Linked DNA regions of Sus scrofa: region 1 is linked to region 2. A link is a contact called in public Hi-C data. All regions are on one chromosome and are shown on one strand. Each heading gives the region's core, a stretch centred on a gene start, on an enhancer-like site or on the middle of the called end of the contact. The rest is flanking DNA. Distances are from core to core; before and after follow the strand shown. Region 1 overlaps DGKZ (diacylglycerol kinase zeta). Region 2 holds the start of ZNF408 (zinc finger protein 408).

What was found. Hi-C and Micro-C count contacts between places; a contact is called where the count stands out from the background.
Region 1: a Hi-C map of liver shows a contact between it and region 2, with 4 times the contacts expected there. The contact joins the enhancer-like site here to the promoter of ZNF408 in region 2. A contact is called at or near these places in 1 of 5 promoter capture datasets (liver), 3 of 47 Hi-C or Micro-C datasets (heart right ventricle, liver and skeletal muscle) and 1 of 2 datasets of contacts at active chromatin or transcription factors (alveolar macrophages).

Annotation. Positions count from the first base shown.
Region 1 is chr2:16,157,245-16,164,479 of Sscrofa11.1, forward strand. The region is part of intron 1 of DGKZ (diacylglycerol kinase zeta); the gene reads right to left. Among named protein-coding and RNA genes, the nearest start is that of DGKZ, 15 kb to the right of the region's middle. Within about 2 kb of position 2,392, at least 26 of the 83 cell types and tissues checked have an H3K27ac peak or open chromatin away from gene starts, as enhancers often do. A contact at or near this core is called in alveolar macrophages, where this site is marked.
Region 2 is chr2:15,832,110-15,839,565 of Sscrofa11.1, forward strand. It overlaps ZNF408 (zinc finger protein 408), which reads right to left and starts at 2,440. Exons shown (of 5, transcript XM_003122824.6): 1 at 2,081-2,440; 2 at 1,498-1,775; 3 at 493-554; 4 at 10-266. The coding sequence starts at 2,198. ARHGAP1 (rho GTPase-activating protein 1) reads left to right here and starts at 2,176. Exons shown (of 13, transcript XM_003122825.5): 1 at 2,176-2,634; 2 at 6,833-7,014; 3 at 7,272-7,367. The coding sequence starts at 6,882.

The sequences.
Region 1 (7,235 bases), core at 1,142-3,641, 330 kb after region 2:
AAAAAAACCTAGATTCAGATCATGTCCGATACACCATTTAACTCACGTGCAAAACCATATCAAACAGTACAGTGTGTCACTATGGGTGTGTACACAGATAGGAAAAAAATCTTAAAACAGGTGTGAGAACATAAACAGCCCAATCAGGATTGTGGTTTCTTCGGGGGAGGGAGACACAGAGCCTCCTGCTCTATCCAAGGCGATTATGGCCTAATGGTAAGATCTGTGTTGCATTATTCTGTGTACTTTCCTCATGCTAAAATATTTAATGCTTTTGAAAAGATTCTTAAATATTAAAAAAAAAAAAAAAAGACCCCCCCAGAGGGAGAAGAGCTCCCACCCGGCGTCCTGGGTCTTCCATGGATGGCTTTTGGCAGCAGCATGGAGCCCCGAGGGTTCCTGACCCTGTCTCACAGGAGGAACCCCATGTCTGCGGGGCCAGAAGGAAGGTCTCCCCCAAAAGGATGCCTTTCAGAGGAGGACGAGTGGGTGATAGGTTGTGTCAGTAGGGTGTCTGTGTGGGCTGGGGAGCAGGAACCAGCTTGCCCCCTTTCACAACCACCCCCGCCTCAGCAAAATGTCAGCAAGCTGGGGAAGGGGGGGCGGGAGACAGGCAAGCTGTTAACCCGAGAGATGCTGGGGCGTGGGTGGCGCAGGCCCAGGCTCCCAGACAGCTATTTTGGCTCAGCCCTGGCAGGGGAGAGGCCTCTCTGTGGGAGCTTTGAACTGGCGCTCTGCCAGGCGTGCGGGTCCGGCGGGGGTGGGGGGGTGGGGGCCCGTAGGCCCTCCCTCTCTCTTCAGACCTCTCTCACCTCGAGGCCTGGTGCGCTGGGCTGTCCTCCTAAGCACCTCTCTCCAGGCCACAGGCCACTCACTGACCCCTGGGTGACATCAGGCGCTCCTTTGAACATGTCCCTTGAGTCATCAGCTCCTTGCACTTTGAAAGCAAGATAAAAGGTCCCAGACTGGCTCCTCCACTCCAGATCCAGCCAGGGAGCCATGTGACCACTGGCTAACAACCCCCGTCTCCCTACTCAAGGGCCTCCCCCAGCTCAGCCCTGCTCTCCCTCCAGCCAGGGTCCTGGTGGCACTGCTCCCTTGGGGTCTGGGTGCAGATCACCTCAAGGGCCTTGCTCTAGTCTCACACAAGACAAAGATCTCTCCATTTCAAGGAGCTCTCAAAGACCTTCTTAGGTGCCACCAGTTTGGTGATGGGAAAATAAAAGAACAGAAGACAAGCGTGCTAGGAGGTAGGGATGCCTGGTGTTGCAAAGATACTTGGGTTGGGCTCCAGTGTGAGCTGCATGACCCCAGGTCAGGCCCCTGACCCCTCTAGGCCTTGGTGTTTCATCTGCAAAATGGGAATAAAACCAACTACAGGATTGTTGAGAGTATTACATGAAACTGATGGATTTACCAGCTTCTGGCACCTGTTAATAACCAGAGAAAGAGGAGCTGGCACGTCACTCACCTGGGTGTGGGGGAGTGTAGGGGGTGGGAGCGCTCATCTCCTCAGCCTCTCCCTCCTCCCCCTGGGCCACAGAGCCCTCGGTCTCACTTAAACCTGCTCTGCCTCTGGTGTCTCAGCTGAGGAGGGGAGCAAAAGAGGAAAGATGGCAGAATGCTAGCTTGCCAGGGCAGCTGGTCACTGCTCTGCCTGCCCCTTTCCACCTGCAACGCTTTTCAAGGCTCCCACGTGTGACTGGAGTGCCAGGCGGGCGGTGTGCTGAGAACCGTGGGGGTGGGAGCCACACTGCAGGCCTCAAGTGAGGCTGACACCCTAAGGGCATCACGGGCCCCATGCATGAAACACAGAGGAAGCAGTCTAGGGGGGCAAGAAATGAGGGCCTGTCACCACCCAGAGGTGCACCCTGCTCATCTCGCCCAGGAATGAGGGGAGCTGGGGAGCCTGGGTGCAGGTGCAGCGGGTGGGCCTCTTACCCACACCCCACCCCCCTCCCCGCATGCTGACTTAGAGAACTATTCACGTGGCAGCGGCCTCAGGAAGGAGAGGCGGTGGGGGGAGGGGGCAGGCAGGTCAGAAGGTGGAGGGGAGGCTTCAGGGCGCTGTGATGCGGAATAATCTGACAACATCCTGGAATTGGGGGGCTGGTGCCGAAGTCCCAGATAACCCCTAGCTAGCTGGGAGACCTTGGCCCAGCCAAGGCCACTGCACTTGGCCTCAATCTTCAGAGGGGGTCGGGGAGGGCCAGGTGATGTAGCTCACGCCCAGCCTGCCTTCTGCTGCCCCCTGACCCACTCGGCCCTGGCAGCCGGAGTATCAGGTAGCTCAGCAGCAGGAGGTGTGCGTGGATCTACCCACTGCAGGCCTTTGGTACAAGTGGATTGGGTGGAAAGGGGATGGCTCCCGCTCACCGCCCTCCCCACGATGGTAGTTGTCGCCCCCTCGTGTCGCTCTAGCGATACTGCAGGGCAAGTGCCCAGTCAGCTGTGGACCTGAAAACCCTCTGGCCTTCCTGGGGGTCCTGGGACCCAACCTCTGCTTCTCCTAGGGACCAGAACGCCTAGTCACCTTCCCGTCAGGTGGTGGGTGCCTGGTAAAATCTGGAGAGGGCTCCAGGAGGTGGAAGAGGGTGGGCCGGTTTCTCCCTTTCCCCCGCCTCGAGCTGCCCAGGGTCACTCAGCCTTTCCTCTGTCCTTGTCTAGGAGGACACCCACTCTCCTGCTCTCATTTGCCAAGAGAGAATCCCACATCCCGAGATTTGACCTTTTCAGAGAAAAATGACAAGAGCCGCCCGCCCCCTCCCCTGGCCCATAAGCCAGAGGCACTGGCAGGTGCGTGGCAGCCAGCAGCCAGCAGAGGGAAGACTGCGGGATCCACCCCGGGTCTCAGTCTTGGACGGCTCCATGCTGGCACACGATGTCGCCATGGAAGCCCCTTTTTCTTCCCAAACTGGCGGGAACCCAGAGACTCCGACTTGCACCTGCCTCTCTTGGCCACCTGGCTGACTCCCAGAATTAGCCTCAGCAAAATAAGCCACTCAAAGAGGTGTCTTTTGCTCCCAGACACCCTGGCACCACAGATGGGGTTCTCGCCTCCAAACGTGAGGCGTCCCTCAACACGTCCCTCACAATTATTGCAAAACCAGCCTGAACCGGGGCTGCTTCCGCTCAGGCTGCCTGGCGGGCACCCTCTGCCGTACTGGGGTTCAGGACTATGCTCTGTGAGCCCTGCATAGCATCACCTCTAAATGGGACCTATTGTCTCAAACTTGTTCTACAGGTGCGTTTCCTGCCCTCTGGGAATAAATGACTTTAAGCACTAACGAAGGGCAGGGATGGCAGAGCCAACACTCCGGCTCCCAGGGGCCCTGCAGGCTGAGGCTCCGTCTGTCTTGATGTGTGAGTGCCAGGGAATTTCCGATGTCCCTGGGGTGCAAAACCAGCTAATCCACAAGCTGGGTGACCTGCCCAGGGTCAGGCTGCTGGAACCAGGCCAGAGGCTGAGGGAGTCCTCCCCAGGTGGGCCCTGGACGAGAAGGGGGAGAGGGAGTCAACTTCCCTTCCACTGCCAACTGACCACCCCTCAGGCCAAGAGAATCGGAACGGTGAAGATGGAGGGAAACCCAGCTGTCCTGGGTGGGGCCGGGCCTAGGCCTTCTCATCTGGGAGGGGCTGATGGCTCCCAGCAAGGACAGGCAAGGTGGAACAGAGCTGGGGAGGAGCGTGGCTCAGCTGAGTGTCTCACTGGCTAAACAAAACAGGGGAGATGGCAAACTGCTCCCCATTCCTAAGAAGGTGAAGCCAGATGGGGTAGGCTGAGGTGGGCTTTAAGGAAGGGCCTCTTTAAGGAAGACGCCAAGGAGGCTGCCGTTCAGAGACCGTTTCCTCTGACCACACCAGGAGGGGCAAATATGCGGCCCGTGTACCATCGCTCCCCCTCCCAAGCCTGTGAGAGAGGGTGCTAGTAGATTCTAGAACTCGACCACTGAACCAAGATCCAAATGCAGTATTCTCAACACAGCTTCAGCAGCCACCACCAATTTGTCATCCTCCCTTCCAGCCACTGTCTATTCGCTTAGCAGACCCCTCAGTTCCAAGGCTTGAGTGTCTGGGGTGGGGAGGGGGCAGGGGAGGGGAGCAGGATGGGGAAGATGCAGAGGGTGGCTGCCCAATGAGCGGCAAGCCAGGCTGAGAATGAGCTGGGGGCCAGGTGGAAGGCGGAGGGCTGGTTTCGGCTGGGGCTTTGGGGAGTTTTACTTGAGACTGGCAACCAGCAGAGGTGGCAGGACAAAATAAACAGCATCAAAAGGACAGTGCCGAGACAGGGGCTCTATCCCAAGTTATCTGCCTCTCCCCTCGCTCCAATCAAAGCAAGAGGCGGGAGATCAGCCCCCGTGGACATCTGATTCTCCACACACCCAGGCCTGTCAGGAGACGTCTTTCCTCCCACTGCTCTCTTTCTGACTCTCCTAGGTTTTCCAAATACGTTCATTTCTGAATGCCCCACCAGCCCAGCACAATGCCACTATGCCGGGGACACTCCTTACACACTTTCAGAGGAGCTGTTTGATCTTCTTCTCATTACGCATCCTATCAGATCACTTGCCATCCCCAGAGTGATGTAATGCTGTCCTTCAAATTTGGTGGTGCCTTAGAAACACTTGGGAAGCTTTACAAAACGCCCAGCCCCACCTCCAGACCCAGTGAGTCAGACACACCAAGGGTAAGATCTAGGAATCTGTATTTCCTAAAGCTCCTGAGGTCACTGCGATGTTCTGTCTGGGAACCTGGTTTAGAAGAAAGGGATGTGGGTTCTGGAATCATTAATATGAGTTCGAACTTGATCTCTGTCTCTTACCTGCTATGTGATTCCGGGCAAACTAGTCATTTCTGAGCCTGCGTTCTTTTCATCTATAAAAATGGAGAAATAACGCCTATTCTGCTTATTTTAGAGAATTATGTAAAGGTACTTGACGTTCTCTTGCTTCTTATTCTTCCTCTGAAATGTGCCTGAGATTTACCGCTACATGTGCAAACTTGTGCCCTTCAGAAGGGGCATAGCCACAGGTCACAATAGCCCAACACTTGGTACCCTGTGGGCAGGGACAGGAAGCCTCGGGTGGAGCCCCTCCCTCCCCCTCACAAGCCTGTGAACACTGGAGGCTACATCCTGCAGAGCGGGGTGTAAACTGCTCCCTCTTGCAGAGTTGTGGGTGACAAAACAGAGGTAGGAGAAGCTTTGCTCCCTGCACTGTTTATATGACATTGAAGCCCACAAGGCTTTCACAAGGGCCTACGGAGCTCCATCTGCCAGTGTGAGGATCCAGGTTTTTGCACTTGGTGACACAGTGCAGGTGCAAAGAGCAGGGCCCTGGTTAGGGGAAGGCAGGCAGAGGGCACAGGTCAGCACTACAGGGATGCCAACCTGTACAGGAAAAAAGTGCCCATGTTATTGGCAGGTGAGGTCAGCCCCAGGAAGGGACAGGACAAAGCTCGGGGTGGGGGTGGGGGTGGGTTGCCAACTGCCATGAAACCTGGACAACCAAAGAAAAGTGAGAGGGAGGCTTTGGGCAGACTCCAAGTGGTCAGAGTCCAGTCTGAGTTGGCTCTGGGGTCCTGAGCTGATTGGCTACAAGCTCTGAGGCCAGAGGAGAAGGACGGGGTAAATCAGGAAAGAGCCCAGGGAGCCAGGTGGCGTACTTATGGGGCTCCACCTCCCCTCACCTTAGGCCAGGGTGCACGGGCAGGAAGCAGCTCCCAGCCAGCGCCAGCACACATGCCCACACTCAATCTTTCCACACCCTCCCCCAGCTCCTCACCAGAGTCCTGGTCAAAGCCCTATCACAGGCACAAGATGGTGACATTTGGCGTGCTGGTGGAGCGGGCAAGATGGAGCTTGAAGAGCCAGCATCCCATCCCTTTCCCAGCAGGACTAGACCAAGGTAGGTCGAGAGATGCCCACTGCCTAACAGAGCAGAGGTTGAGGTCCCCCTGCTAATTAAGAGTCATGTAAAACAGGTGACCAGGTACCCTCAACCCCAAGGAGAAGGTTAAAATGCTAATCGATCAAGGCAGTGACCAGTGCTCCAGGGCAGACGGGTTGTGAGGGTAGTACCAATGAGGCCATGTTCTGCAGACGCCAGGCAGTGGTGGTGGGCAACCCGGCCACATAGAGGATCAGGGTGATTAAGTGACCGACCACCTCACGGGGGCCAGAAAGCTCAGAAGGGGGCCGTGTTCTATCAGTGCCAAAGAAGGGATCGTGACCAGTCATGGGGACACTGCCTGCTGGTGCCAGAGAGTTAAGGTGATTGTCTCCCTGCTGGAAAGTTGGAAGCCGCCCCTGCCTCGGTACCACAGAGGAGGCGCGCTAAGCTGCCCGGTGCCAAGTAATGACCCCAGCTCGGTGCCAGTGCCCGGACACTGGTGGAGGACCGCCACGCAGAGCAACGCTAAGACAGCCTGGTGTCCGGGGAGACTCTGCTCGGTGGCATTACCAGGTGGCCGAGGAATGCCTCCCGATGCCAGACACGGTATTCGCCGGGTGCCGCGGTGCCCGCCCCGCTGCCGCCCCGCTCACCTGTGCCCGAAGAGCCGCAGCCCTGGGAAGCGCCGCTTGCTGAGACGCCGCGGCGCCTTGTCTGGCTCAGGACCGGTGTCGTGCTCGGAGCCGCTGGACGAGGCGGAGGCCGACTCGGAGTCGCTGCTCCGGGCCTCGGGGCTGCCGTCCCGCGGCTCCATCCGGCCCTAGCCCCGGCCGGCGGCGGGCCCACGGGAGACGCCCATGCCGGGCCGGCGGCCGGGGCTCACCACGCCGGTTCCGCACCGCCCGCCGCGGCCATGGCGCGCGCTCGCTCCGCCCGCCCTGCGCCGCGCGCCCCCGCGCCCCACGCCCAGGTGCCCGGGAAGCGGCCGCTGCCGCTCCAGGAAGTGCCGCCAGCCACGGCCGCAGGACCCCGCATAGCTGGCCGGGCCGCTGCCTGCCCGCCGCCAAGCACGCCCCCTCGGCTGCGCGGTGGCACCGGCCCGCGGCGCCCTCTGCCGGCCGCTGGCCGCGCCGCAACCAGCCTGGGCCTCCAGAGAGGGCGGGGGCCGAGAAGGGGCGGGGTATACTCAGGCCCCGCCCACAAACCGGCGGCTGGTCCACCCGGATCTGATAGAATCTCCAGTCAGACACACCCGGACTGCGCACTCCCAGACACACAACCTTTTTTCCCTTCCTCTTAGCCCCCCTCCCCTCACCAAACAGCCTACATGCTCACAAGTGAACA
Region 2 (7,456 bases), core at 1,190-3,689:
GACACATACCTGTGCAAGGTTCTGTTGCATCTTCCTCTGTGGCTACTTCCTGTTGTACAACAGACTCCATTTCTGTCACCCCAGCCATGCTTGCCTCCTCCTCTAGTCTGGACTGGTTGGGGCTCAGGCCCTCAGCGGGAGGCCGGGGCCACAGCCGCAGCTCGAAACCTGGCAGCACAACCCGGTACACCTGTAGGTGGAGCCTCTCGCTGATCCACACGGGAGCCACGTTTCCCTCACCCTCCAGCTTGCCCCGCTGCACCAAACTGCAAAGCAGAGCAAGAGCTGGCTCAGGAGACCCTCTTGAAGCAAGTGGCCCTGCCTAAAAGCCCCTGCTCCTGGGCAGTCTGAGTCTTAACGGATCTTATGCCTTTTGAACACACACTGCAAAAGGCCCTTGGGTGGGGAATTACAGTTAGCTCTGGTTCCAACCCAGGCCACAAAACAAAGCCTCAAGGGAGCATCTTCATAACATACTCTGTTGTAACTTACCTCATCCAGCCTGAACTCTGCTCACAAGCACACACATCTCCCCATGGGTCTAGTGACACGTCCTGAAATAAACCAATAAAAGTCCTTCTCTCATGTGTTTGAGGGCAAAACAAACAAAACCTGATATAAGGAGTTTCCATTGTGGCTCAGCAGGTTAAGGACCCAACATTGTCTCTGAAAGATGAGGATTCGGTCCCTGGCCTTGCTCAGTGGTTTAAGGATCCAGCGTTGCGGTAATCTGCTGCGTAGTTTGCAGATGGGACTTGGATCCAGGGCTGCCATTGCTGTGGCTGTATCATAGGCCCCAGCTCCATCTCAGATTCAACCCCTGGCCTGGGAACTTCCATTTGCTACAGGTGTGGCCGTAAAAGAAAAAAAAAAAAAAAACACCTGATGAAATTGCTCCCAACACAGACCTAAGATGAAGCCCCCTGGAAGGTTAATGGTCTCTGGTTCTGCCTCTCTGTAGACTGCACTGTCTGAATTTTCCTTCAGTAAAGGCCAAAAAAAAAAAAATTGTCCCCACACCTCCCTCCCAAAGTGTGAAAAATTACTGAATTGAACATATTACTTCCTTTCAATGAGTACCAAACAGAAGTAAGAGGTACCTCAAATTTAAAATTTTTTCAGGAGTTATGCAATGAAATCTTTTACCTGTGCTGTTTCACCTTTCCCTCCAAATAATCCTGGAGGATTAAAATAAAGAGCCATTCCTTTATTTTACATGCCATCTGACCAGCTAAGTGACAAAGCTGAGATTTGATCCCAGGGGCTTTTTAATTCCCAAAACCTTTGTTCTTGACTTTTGTAACTGCTAACACTCTACTAATTCAGCTTTTAACAATTTTTTGCACCTCTTAATTACTGCAAGGAAGGAGAAAAGACAGTCCTGGACAGAAGGGGGCCAAACCATCTCCTATCCCTTTAAATACTCTGCATCTTCTAACAAGAAATGTCTGAACTAAATTTTCAATCATGGAAGGGAGATGCCCGATCCCTTAATACCTCTTTTTGCTCTCTTTCCGCTGCATCACCCTTCTGCTTAGAGACAGACTCCTCTTCCAGTGGTCCCCAGAGCAGTCCCGGCTGCAAGGGTTCCCCGACACACCAGACCCCCAAGCGCTGTTCCTCGGTCAGTGAGGGACCTAGGGCCAAGCCCCGGGGGAGGCTCTTTAGAGCGAGGATGGCTCGGGTCGGTCTGGCTGGGAAATCTTTGGGTCCCTGTGCACAGCCTTCTCCGGAAGGGCTCCATCCTGAGTCCGGGTCCAGGCGTGGGCCGGGGACTGCAGCGAGAGAGGAAGACAGTGAAGAAGTGAGGAAGCCGCCCAAGAGGTAGTGGGGTGGGGAAAGATGAGGGAGAAAACCCTAGGTCCAGCTAGGCCTCAAGAGTCTGAGAGATATATAAAGACTCTAAGGGGCCCCGAAAAGACCTGAGGGACTTCGAGGGCTCTTAAAAGAAGCCCCCGAGATTTTGAGGGCACCGGAGGAGGATGCCAGGCTCGGGAGGAAAAGGGTCGGGGGATAAGAGTTGACCAGAGAACGTCAGGAATATCTGAGCCGAGGGTCGGAGACACCGCAGGCCGCTCACCGAACTGCAGTCTTCCCTTCGCCGAGAGAAGCTCCTCCGCCTCCTCCATCCCGGATCGAAAAGCCTCCCTCCGCCGGAAGTGAGTGTCACCTTCTAGGCTCCTCCCGGAAACAGTCATTGACACCCAAATTTCCTCTCGGGAACGAATCGTAAGAGTCAGCCTTAACTGGTGCACAAGACCAGGAGTTTGGGAATTCTGGTGAGGCGAATCTCTGTCCGAGAAGAATACGAGCTAAGGATTCCGGAGGTCCACCAGAGATTCGAGTACCCGGAACATCGGAACTAACTGTTCCAGGGCCTCCTTTTGGGAGGGACGAATCGGACGGTTCTACTCCACCGCAGCCAAGGAGGCACGTGAGCAGCACGTACAGGAAGTGGGCGGGGATCCTGGAAAGGCCATGTTTGGACCGGGCAGCGGGTCGGAAGTGGGTTGGAGGTGTGGCGGAAGTGGTTGGGAGTGAAGAGACAGGGAGGGGGCGGTTCCCGTTCCACCTCGGAGCCGGATGTTTGCCGATCTTTGACAGGCGTGGCAGAGGGAGCGGTACCCGACCACGGTGAGCTGCGGGGTGCAAGTTCTGCCTGGGAGGTTGGGGGCGGGGCGGGAAGGAAAAGGACTGGCCAGGTCATTTGAAGGGATGGGGTCCGGATGGGGAGCATCCAAGCGGATCCGAGGAAGGGAGCAGGGGTGGAATGGGGCCTGGGAACCTGGCCTTCCCGCTGCCGGGATTCTGCCCCACTCGCGGGTCTGCAGCGAGAGGACTTTGCTTCTTTTGCTGGCTTCTTCCTGGCCTCTCGCTCGCTGTCATCGAGTAAACTCATGGGAAGGGGAAGTCTCCCTCGTCCGATCTGGGGAAGTGCTAAAACAAGAAATTCGGGCGAAGTGTTCCACCTTGCTACTTATTAGGCCACGCTTTCATGTCTCTTTCTTAACCTGTGAGACAGGATTGTAGCACCCAATCCGGTTTTTGTGAACCATGAGGCTTTATGCAAACGTGATTGTAGTTGAAAGGCTTGCTTTGTATTGTGGGGTTTGCATTTTTGCAATTCTGGAGCCCTAACTAGGAGGCCTATCACAATTCCAGAGAATATGATTTCAAGTTATTTCAGTTCTCCTTGGAGGAGTTTAGAGAAGCTTTACTTTGCCCTTTTGTAGAACTTTGAGAATCATATGAATGACAGTCACTTAAGAGAAGTATTGAAGGATTGACCTGCACAAAGAGACCACCTTAGATAGACATGGATTAAAATCTTGACTTTACTGTATGACTCTTATTTTTTCTGGTCTTCACATTTCTGGAACTGTACTTCTCTGGTGCTGATGTGAAAAGATAATTTGTATCCAGTTCATCGTGGTTGCTTCCCTTTTCCTCTTAGGATACAAATTGATTCCTTCAGTAATTCAGCAAATGACTGAGCATCTACTCTGTGCCAGATGTAATTTTGAGTAGGTCAAGGCTGTTTGTTTGTTTTTAATGGTCACACCCGCAGCACATGGAAGTTCCATGGGCCAGGGATTGAATCCCAGCAGTAGCTGACCTGTGCTGTGGCAACACCAGATCCTTGAACCAACTGCTCCCACCCGGGATAGAACTTCACAGCGATCCAAACCCCTGCAGTGAGGTTCTTAACCCACTGCGCCACAGTGGGAACTCCAGGTCAGGGATTCTTAAACAGTGATTCTAAGAGGGTCTGTGAACCCCTTAAAATTTCATGCAAGATTTCATGAGTATGCTGATTTTTGGGGAATGAGTCCAGACAGTTCATCAGAATTCCAGAGAACTCCAGGACTTCCCAAAGGTAAAACCTCTGCCTAAAGTGAGTCTTGAAGGATTTAGGAAAGGTACATATTTTATCTCCTGAGAAGAGAAACGTTAATTTGAGAGTAAGACATATTTTGCAGAGTGAAGCAGGACTGTGACAGGAGTCTTAGGCAGCCAGGATACTTCATTTCCGTGACTCTATGTTAGAAGTTCCCTGCACTAGCTTCTCTCCCCCTTCCCACTGAATGGGAGCTCAGCTTCTGGCCTCACAAGGGGCAACAGCTGTGGGCTGGAGGGTAGTGAGAGAGGCCAGGCTGGCTGGGAGGTGGAAGCAACTGTGATTAGTTATGCTGGAAAAGGAGCGTATAGGGTGGGGGAGGGGTCAGTTCTGGAAGAACTAACAAAATAGAAGAGTTACTGGAAGAGGTGGAGTTCAAGTTTGTCTCCCTTTTAGAGTGTCCCTCTCCCTCCCTCACACATACTTTAGCTCCCAGCTGTCCCTTCTAATCCTGTTGTTCCCTTCAGCACAAGTATTTTAGAATGCTGGAGAATTATATTTCTGGGAGGAGTCTTCACTTCTATAGATGAGATAGATGAGGAAATTTAAGCCTAGATAGGAAAAGGACTGCCCAGCATCTTTGCAAATCAGTCAGGACTATAATCCAGTTCTCCGTGTATCTCATTCCCTGCCTTTTTTTTTTTTTCTTTTTTCTATTTTTTTGTCACTTCATCAAGCACCCACTGTGTGCAAAAAGACTTCTGGAATAGTTGTGGGCAAGGCTGAAGGAGCTTTTGGTGTCTGGGCAGTAACTGAACAGAAGGGATGGAGAGAAGGCTCAGGTCCAGAGAGGGTTACTGAATTTGTGCCTGTCACCCAGCTGGGGGTCCCTTTGGGGGAGCCTTCACAGCCTCCCGGTTAAATGTGGGGAGGAGCTTATGGCTGAATCAGGCGTGGATTCCTCTAGACTGAAGGTTGCTTCAGGTGTGGCTCAGCTGTGAGGATGCAGGTTCGATCCCTGATCTCACTCAGTGGGTTAAGGATCCAGCATTGTCATGAGCTGTGGTGTAGGTCGCAGACATTGCTCGGATCCTGCGTTGCTGTGGCTGTGGGTAGACTGGTGGCTACAGCTCCCATTCAACCCCCTAGCCTAGGAACTTCCATATGCTGCAGGTGCGGCTCTAAAAAAAAAAAGAAACAGAATGGGGAGCTAGGGTGAGGGGACATATAGCAGCACTCACTGAGAGAGAGAAATGCATTCCCAAACAGGAGAGGGACATGTTCATGTTTGGGGAAGGAACTTGTGTTTTGGTGGTAAGCAGTGAATAAGTGTAGCAGATAAGGCCACAGGGAGGAAGAGGAAGAAAAAGAAATTGTTGTTTTTGGCTGTTTGGCCTGCTCAGTTTTGGCTCAGGAGCTTGAAACAGCTTTTGCCACTGAATCAGTGTGGTTGCCCTGGTAACAGGATAGTTGTTGCTAAGTTGTTGCTAGGTAAATAGGGAGCCGGTTTGCCATCCAGAGACTTTGGCAGGCTGTGATGTGTGCAGAGGTTGTCACATCGCTCAGAGGTGTTCAGGGTCTGGATCTGGGCCTACAGTTCTCCCCTCTTCTCCCTCCCTGCGCCTGGGTCTTGTCTGTACTCTTTATCTGTCCTGCTGATTCTCTGACCATATATGTCATTTTTGGGGCTTCAGGAATGCAGTAGACGTAGGGCAGCCTCTTTGCTGGGGTTGGATAAGTGGGTTGAATTGAAAGTCCCCTCCTTCACACATGGTGAGCTTGTGAAGGGAGGGAGAGTGGCTTCTAGTTAGTACACAGGGCAGAAGTTGCCATGTCCAGGCTGCACGCAGCCACATCCTCAACACCAGCCCCCAGGAGTTCCTGCTGTGGTGCAACAGGATCGGCAGCATCTTGGGAGCACTGGGATACAGGTTCAATCCCCAGCCTGGCACAGTGGATTGGAGATCCAGCATTGTTGCAGTAGTGGCTTGGGTCAAGACTGTGGCTCAGGACTTCCCATTGTGGCTCAGTGGTTAACGAATCCAACTAGGAACCATGACGTTGTGGGTTTGATCCCTGGCCTTGCTCAATGGGTTAAGGATGCAGTGTTGCCATGAGCTGTGGTGTAGGTTGCAGATGTGGCTTGGATCCTGCGTTGCTGTGGCTCAGGTGTAAGCCGGCGGCTACAGCTCTGATTTGACCCTGAGCCTGGGAACCTCCATATGCTGCGGGAGCGGCCCTAGAAATGGCAAAAAAAGACTGCAGCTCAGATCTAATCCCTGATCTGGGGACTCCATATGCTGAGGGGTGGCCAAAAAAAAAAGGACCAGACCCTACCTGCCCCCAATCCTGAAACTAGCATCAGGAGCTCCCCACAAAATAGAGTGGGCTAAGGAGCCTGCAGATTATCTGCAGTGGCAGGCAAGCAGATTCCATCTTCTGCTCCTCATTCCTGTCCTGGGGCAAACCCAGCTGGGCCCCCAGGCCATGGCCTTTTATCTGAGGCATCATGGTCCCTGGCCACCTCCCCTTCTCTGGGCCAGGAGCATGGGGTGGAATAGCCAGGGCCACAGCTAACCTTTTCCACACATGGGTTCAGAGCAGCCCTGTGCTCCTTAGATTCTTGCGGTGGCTCTACCCCATCACTGCTGGGGCCTGGGAGGCTTCTGTGCTCTCTGACCCCTGAGGAGAGGGGTGTGGCCCTTGACCATGCAGCTGGAACCTGGCACAGATCTTCCCTATCCAGCTGGAGGGCCTGAGGGCGGGCACTGAGCTGTGCCATCCTCTGCCCCAGCTGTCTCTTCTGGCCATGTGCCAGAAAACTGTGGTGCCAAGAAAGCCAGGAGCTACGTGGAGCTCTTGGCAAGGATGAGAAATGTTGAGGAACAGGGACAAGGGAGCTTGGGAGAGAAGCGTGGCCACCGGGGGCTTGCTGTAGAAGTTACAGGTGAAAAGAGTGCGTCACTGACCTGCCAGCTGCCTCTTATCTCCCAGGGTTCTCTTCAGATTTTGTGGCGTGAAGCTGTAGGGGTCAGGCTTGGCCATGGACCCACTCTCAGAGCTGCAGGACGACCTGACCGTGGATGACACCAGCCAGGCCCTGAACCAGCTGAAGCTAGCCTCCATTGACGAGAAGAACTGGCCCTCAGATGAAATGCCCGACTTTCCCAAATCAGGTGGGCACGGCTGGGTCTCAGCAGCTACAGGTGCCCTAGAGGACCCCCTTCCTGTGGAAGGAACACCCCAGGAGGGCAGAAAAGACCCCAGGAGGGCAGGACGGGGGCGGGGGTGACAGGTCAGCCCCAGGCTGGGGCTGGGAGCACAAGCCCCACTCAGAGGAAGGCCACAGAGCGGAAGTCTCAGGGGGAACATGTCCCTGATGGTTGTCTGACCTCGATGGTGGGGCCAGCACTGATTCTGCTGTGTTCCTCAGATGACTCCAAAAGCAGCTCCCCGGAACCTGTCACGCACCTGAAGTGGGATGACCCGTATTACGACATCGCCCGGCACCAGATTGTGGAGGTGGCAGGTGAGCACACCCGGCATCACACCTTTTTCCTCAGAGTCTGCTCTCCTGGCTTAGGGAAGCCAGCCCCTCCTGCCTTAGGGGAAGGGGCT